Linked DNA regions of Canis lupus: region 1 is linked to region 2. A link is a contact called in public Hi-C data. All regions are on one chromosome and are shown on one strand. The core of a region is the stretch at or near the end of the contact, and the rest is flanking DNA. Distances in the headings are between cores, read along the strand shown.

Region 1 (2,895 bases), core at 277-2,776, 230 kb after region 2:
GGGATACCGGGTCTCCTCTGCTTTGGCAAAATCCACACGCAGCCTTCGGTCTGGACCACCCAAGGGAAAGCCCCTCATTTTTGCGCAGGCGGCCTGAGCTGCATCCAAGCTCTCATACTGGATGTAAGCAAAACTATCTCCCTTGACGTGATCAATGGTCCGAATGCTCCCGAAGCGGTCAAACTCCCGGGCCAGAGCGGCCAGTGAGGTGTTAGGTCCCAGGCCGCCCACCCAGAGGCGAGTGGTGGGGTTGGCCTTGCCATAGCCTATCTTAATGGGGTTTCGGCCAATCACCCGGCCCGACATGGCCACCTTGGCCCTGTGGGCCATGTCTAGATTCTGGAACTTGAGGAAGGCATACGCACCACCCTGGCCACGGGCAGGTCTCTTGATGACCACCTCCTCAATGATGCCGTACTTCTCAAAGGCCCGCCGCAACTCCACCTCGGACACGCTGTGGTCCAGGTTCCCGATGAAGAGGTTGCGCGTGGCCCGCTGGTCGTCCTCAGGCATCAGGTCCTCCTCGCACACGGCGGGGTAGCCGTATGGGCGCCCGCGGTCGTCGTACAGACCGTAGTAGTCCAGGGCCCGCTCCCGGGACAGTCCTACTGCGGCGGCGGCGGCAGCATCCAGGGCAAAGGCCGCCGCGGCGTGGCGGGCGCGGGGCTCCCGTAGCGGAGGGGCGGCCACTGGGGACAGAGAGCGCTGCTTGTACTGGTAGCCGCCGTGCAGCGGCAGGTAACCGAGCGGGTCGGCGGGCGCGGGCGGCCCTGGGGGCGGCGTGGAGGCGGCAGCACTGCTGCTGCTGCTTCGCCGGCTGCTCCCGCCGCCGCCGCCGCCGCCGCCGCCGCCGCCGCCGCCGCCGCCACGCAGGTACACCGGCTCCACCTTGAGCGGCCGGTCGTAGAGCAGCAGCTGGCGGGCCAGGGCGTGCTGGCGGGCCTCGCGTGCGTCCTGCGGGTGCCGGAAGTTCACGTAGGCCACGCGGCCCAGCTCTGGCGTGTGCGACAGGCGCAGGCTGATCTCGCCAAAGCGCTTGAACTGGTGGAAGAGTCGGTCCTCGAGGTGCTCGGCGGGCAGCGCGGGGCTCAGGCTGCTGATGAGCAGCGTCTTGTACTCGGGTGCGGCCGCCGATGAGCCGGGCCCCGCGGGCTCGGCCCCGGGCGGTGGCGGAGGTGGCGGCAGCGGAGACGCGCGAGGTGATGCACCTGAAGCGCCTGGGTCCCCGGAGGCCTTGCCACCGCGTCCCCCGCCGCCAGCGCCCGAGCCCGAGGAGCGGCCGCTGCTCGCACGGTGATTCGCGTCCCCGGCGCCGCGGCCGTCGCGATGCCCACCCCCGCCGCCCCCGCTACCGCGGGGTTTGTCGCGGGCCCGCGTTGGAACGGGATGCTTGGCGCCGCCCGAGGCCTTGTGCGCCGCCCGCCGCCCGCCCGCCTCCGCCTCCCGTTCGCGCTCCCGCGGCCGCTTGGCCGACGATGACGAGCCGCGCCCGCTCGGGCTCGAGTCTCGCTCGCTCTGCCTCTTCATGGCGCCGGCGCGGCGGGCGGGCGGGCGGCCCGCAGGCCCCTCACAGCGGCGGCGGCGGCGGCCGAGGAGGCAGCGCCCCCGGCGCCGCCATCTTGGACAAAAGGACTCGGCGCGGCGGTGGCGGCGGGGCGGGGCGGGAGCGGCGCCCAGGGGCTGGGCGTCGCGTTATCAGGCAGCGCCGGACTGTCACGTGACCCCGCGGCGGGCGGGGCGAGAGCTACGCCGGGTGTGCGTCATCGGACTGCGCCGCCCCCATCACGTGACCCCCGGGGGCGGGGCAGGGGCCGGGAGGCCGGCGGGCGATCGCGGCCCGGCATTGAGCTCTGGCGCCACCGCGCGGCCTTGGGGCCGGGCTGCGCGGAGATGGGGGCCATCGCGAGAGCGGGCCTGGTTCGCTCCTGCCGGCCCTAGGCTTCCCGCTTCCGGCGCGGGGGCCCGCGCTGCGTGGAACAGGAGTGGCAGTGCCTGTGGGCGCCGGGCTCCCGACTCTTGACCAGCGGCCTCTTTACGTAGCATCCCCCGACTGGTCCGGGGTCGACGGTGAAGAGGATCTAAGCACGCCGCTCCCTCAGCCCTGTCCAGCGCCCACGCCCCACAAAGCAGGGATCCTCCGCATTCAGGTATCACCTGCTGCGGTCCCTGGAAAGGCCGCGATGACCAAGGGCTGTCCATGCAAAAGGCGAGGCTCAGCAGGGTTGAGGCGGAGAAACCCGCGCCAGCAAACCCGCCGTTTACCGAGTGCGAATTGGCGCCACTAGGCTGCGGCCCTCCGAGCAGTGGGCTGAGGGCAGGGCCACGGAGCCAAGGGCGAAGAGAAGGCCAAACCCAGTCGTTAGCACAGCTTGCTACGCTTACCTCTTGAGGCTGACCAGTGCCCTTCTATCCACTTCGAGGGCCAGGACCTCTTCTCCAGAGGTGAGGTGCGGGGGAGGCGGAAAGAATCCTGCCTGGGTGCCCAAGCGGCCTTGGGATGGTTTTATTCCCGAGAGCTGCTGGAAGCATCGCAGAACCTGACCCTTCTGCACGGAAACCGTGGGGGCGGGGAAGAGGCTGCCAGTTCCTCCTCCTCCTCCTCCCATGACCATACATAAAGCAGCTCCTGGAGCAGCTGAGGCAAGTGCAAGGGGAAAGCTCTTAAAAGAAACATCTGTAACATTGTCTGATCTTAACTCCCCTTCCAGCAGGAATGAGTTAACCCTTTGTAGATAACCGTGGGGGTCAGCCCTAGAGTGGGAGTGGTTGGGTTGTTTTTCTGTTCCTGTGTTCAGTGTGGCCTGTAGGCCATGGCCATCTACTTCCTAAGATTTCTATCGCCAGCCGTGGATTTTCCCAGCACCTATAAGGGGCTCAGGACACACTGCGCTGGTC
Region 2 (2,700 bases), core at 136-2,635:
CTCTCAGTTGCCTTGAGAGTGACCATCCCTCATTTGACCTACCCTCTTTGCTGCACACTCTCCATCCTCCTCAAAGCAACGCAGTTCCCACCTCCCTCTTCCTCTCACCTCCTGAACTACCCAGAAGGGAGGGGAAAATGGGATCCCAGAACTTAGGTCTGCACAAGACTGAGGCAGGGAAAAGTGAATTCCCCCATATTCAAGAGAAGGGCAGGAGGAGGGCTGGGGAAGCTCACCTGAAAAGACAGGCTCACTTTAGCAACTCATAGCATCCAGCGCCGCAGGGACCAGGTGCTTCAAGTGCTCCAGTGCTGGGGGCAGAGAGAAAATCACCACTGAGCTGGGCACCCCTGCCTTGACTGTTCCCTCTTCAGGGAAAGCCCACTAGGGCCTCTACAATAACTCCCTCTTCACCACAAGGTTGCACCTCTACCTCGTCCTCCTACCCCTTCCGGAAATCAGAAGCCGAACTCGGCCTCGGAAGGTCAGCTCAGGGTGGGGCCATGCTCACGCCCCCGTTCTTGGGAGTCCTCTTCCCGGAGGGTTCCGGCCACTGCACCTGGCTCTGAAACAGCCCCGGCCGCTGACACGGGGCAGGCTGTCCCCCTCTGGCTTCAGTTTCTCCTCAGGTCAGAGACCGGGGGTGGTCGCCTCAGGCGGCGAGGTTGTGGGCGGGCTGTCCCGCGCCGGCTTCCTGAGGCTGCTCCCTTGCGCCGCGGCAGCGGGCCAGGCCTTTCAACGTCGGCGCCGGCGGAGAGCAGACAGACCGCGGTTCCGAGTGGCCTGAGCGGGAAGGGGGCGCGCCGCCTCCCACTCTGGGCTTCCAGCCCTGCTCACCCGCACCTCGCGTATTTACCCAGAACCTTTCTTTTCAGCCACGACCTCACCGGGCCTCACACACCTCCCTAAGTTAAGAGACGCTAAAGTTTGTAGCCACCGCTGCGAGGCGCGGCCTCCAGGGGCAGGGGCGGAGCTAAAGTGCGGTTCTGGCCTCAGTTCCCCACCCCCACACCCCGCTCCGGCTTCACTGCCTCGGGGCGTGCCGCGCACCGGAGGCCGAGGCAGGGGCGGCCCGGGGCGGTAGACTGGCCCAAGACCTTCGAGCCCTGGGACCGGGTGGGGGCCAGCTGCGGGTGAGACGAGATGCAAAGAGCGGCCTGGGCCGCGAGGATCACGGAGGGGACGCGGGGGCCCCTGAGGTCACGCCCGGGCGGACGGAGTTCCAGGCCCTCAGCGCGCGTGGGGCCGCCCCGGCGGGGACGCCTCTCCTCTGGCTCGGCCCTCACCTCAGCGGCCGCCCGCCGCGGACGCCGATGGGCGCAGGCGGCTCCAGCCTAGGTCGCGGAGCCTGCGCGCGCCCGCCCGCCGCGCACGCTCGCTCCGCCCCCTCTCGCGGCGGGACGTGGCCGTGGCCGTGGGCGCGTGCGCGCGGGCCCCGGAGGGCGGAGGCCTGCCCCGCCCAGTCTCCATAGCAACGAGCGGCGCCCATTCCGCTCCTCCCCAGCCGTCGGGGGCGGAGCCCGCTGAGCACCTTCCCGCCTTCCACCACTTACCGGGCCTCAGTCGTGGGAGGCCGATGGCAGTCAGCGTGGTGGGTCGCAGTAGAGAGCTGGGCTGGGATCCAACAGGGAAGACCGCACCAGAGTGAAGCGTTTGAAAAGGCTTGGGAAGTTCAGCACAGCAGCATCCGCCTCTGGCATTTATTTGTATCACACTTCGTCTTGCCACTTTCTCTCACTGAAGCTTCCCGGTAGACCTGGGAACCCAGCAAGGCAAGGCTACTTGCCCCCCTTTTACAACTGAGGAAACTGACGCCCAACTTGGACTCAGGGAAGAAGCGAGCGGATCCAACCTCTGCAACAGCGCAAATGTCAGTCATGTCTCCCAACACTCCACCCCACCTCACCCCTAACCAGAGCACAGGAGTGGTCGTTCATCCATCCACCCAACACTTATTCAGTAAGCTCTCTGCCAAGATAGTTCTAGGGATTGGGGATACTGAGGGAGCAAAACCAACGCCCCGCCCCCTTGGAGCTAACCAGGAACCGCCCCCCTCCGGGCCCCTTTCTCTTGAGCCCAGGATGTGCTTGGGCGGAGGTTGGTCTGCCCTTCTAGTTAAAGGTGTTCTAGCTAACTCCCAGATCCATTGTAAGCTCCTCGAACATAGGTTGAATCTTCAGCTCATATTTCCGAGAGGACCTACAAACTACAAAGCACTCTTCTAGAGCCCCAAAGATCAAACTTTGCCCTCCTGAGAGGCCCAGTCCTGCAGTGGAGGGGCAGGGGGATGGGACAGCTATGCTAAGCTTGGCTACAAGACAGGCTGGGCCAAGAGCTAACTTGGTGCTCCTGACACGGAAGATTGCTATTGGAAGAGGAATCATCTTAAAGTGGATTCCACTGCTGCACTAGCAAAGGGCAGAGTGAGCACAGAGGCACTCATAATCCTGGCTTCCTTTCCCACCACTTCACACAGTTCCTTCCACAGGCAGGAAAGGATGACCCTCATCCACAGGGCCAAGACTGTCCTCAGCTCTCCAGACAAACACTGGCAGAAAGAGCAGCTGGCCTTTCACAGGCACTCAAGGTTGGGTTGGCAGGGTCATGGCAGTTGTTTTGCTTATGGACATCAAATACATGATCAAATCCTTTAAGTGTTCCAGGTAAGTGGGCTATACACTTAGAACCATTTCCTGTGAG

The links. Hi-C and Micro-C count contacts between places; a contact is called where the count stands out from the background.
Region 1: a contact with region 2 is called in a Hi-C map of blood, with 5 times the contacts expected there. The contact joins the promoter of RBM15B here to the promoter of TEX264 in region 2. A contact is called at or near these places in 4 of 9 Hi-C or Micro-C datasets (amygdala, blood and liver).

Annotation. Positions count from the first base shown.
Region 1 is chr20:38,598,791-38,601,685 of UU_Cfam_GSD_1.0, forward strand. It overlaps RBM15B (putative RNA-binding protein 15B), which reads right to left and starts at 1,527. Exons shown (of 1, transcript XM_038566333.1): 1 at 1-1,527. The coding sequence starts at 1,527.
Region 2 is chr20:38,364,553-38,367,252 of UU_Cfam_GSD_1.0, forward strand. TEX264 (testis-expressed protein 264) reads right to left here and starts at 1,386. Exons shown (of 6, transcript XM_038566299.1): 1 at 1,287-1,386; 2 at 237-311. LOC119864684 (a long non-coding RNA gene) reads left to right here and starts at 1,468. Exons shown (of 2, transcript XR_005374911.1): 1 at 1,468-1,959.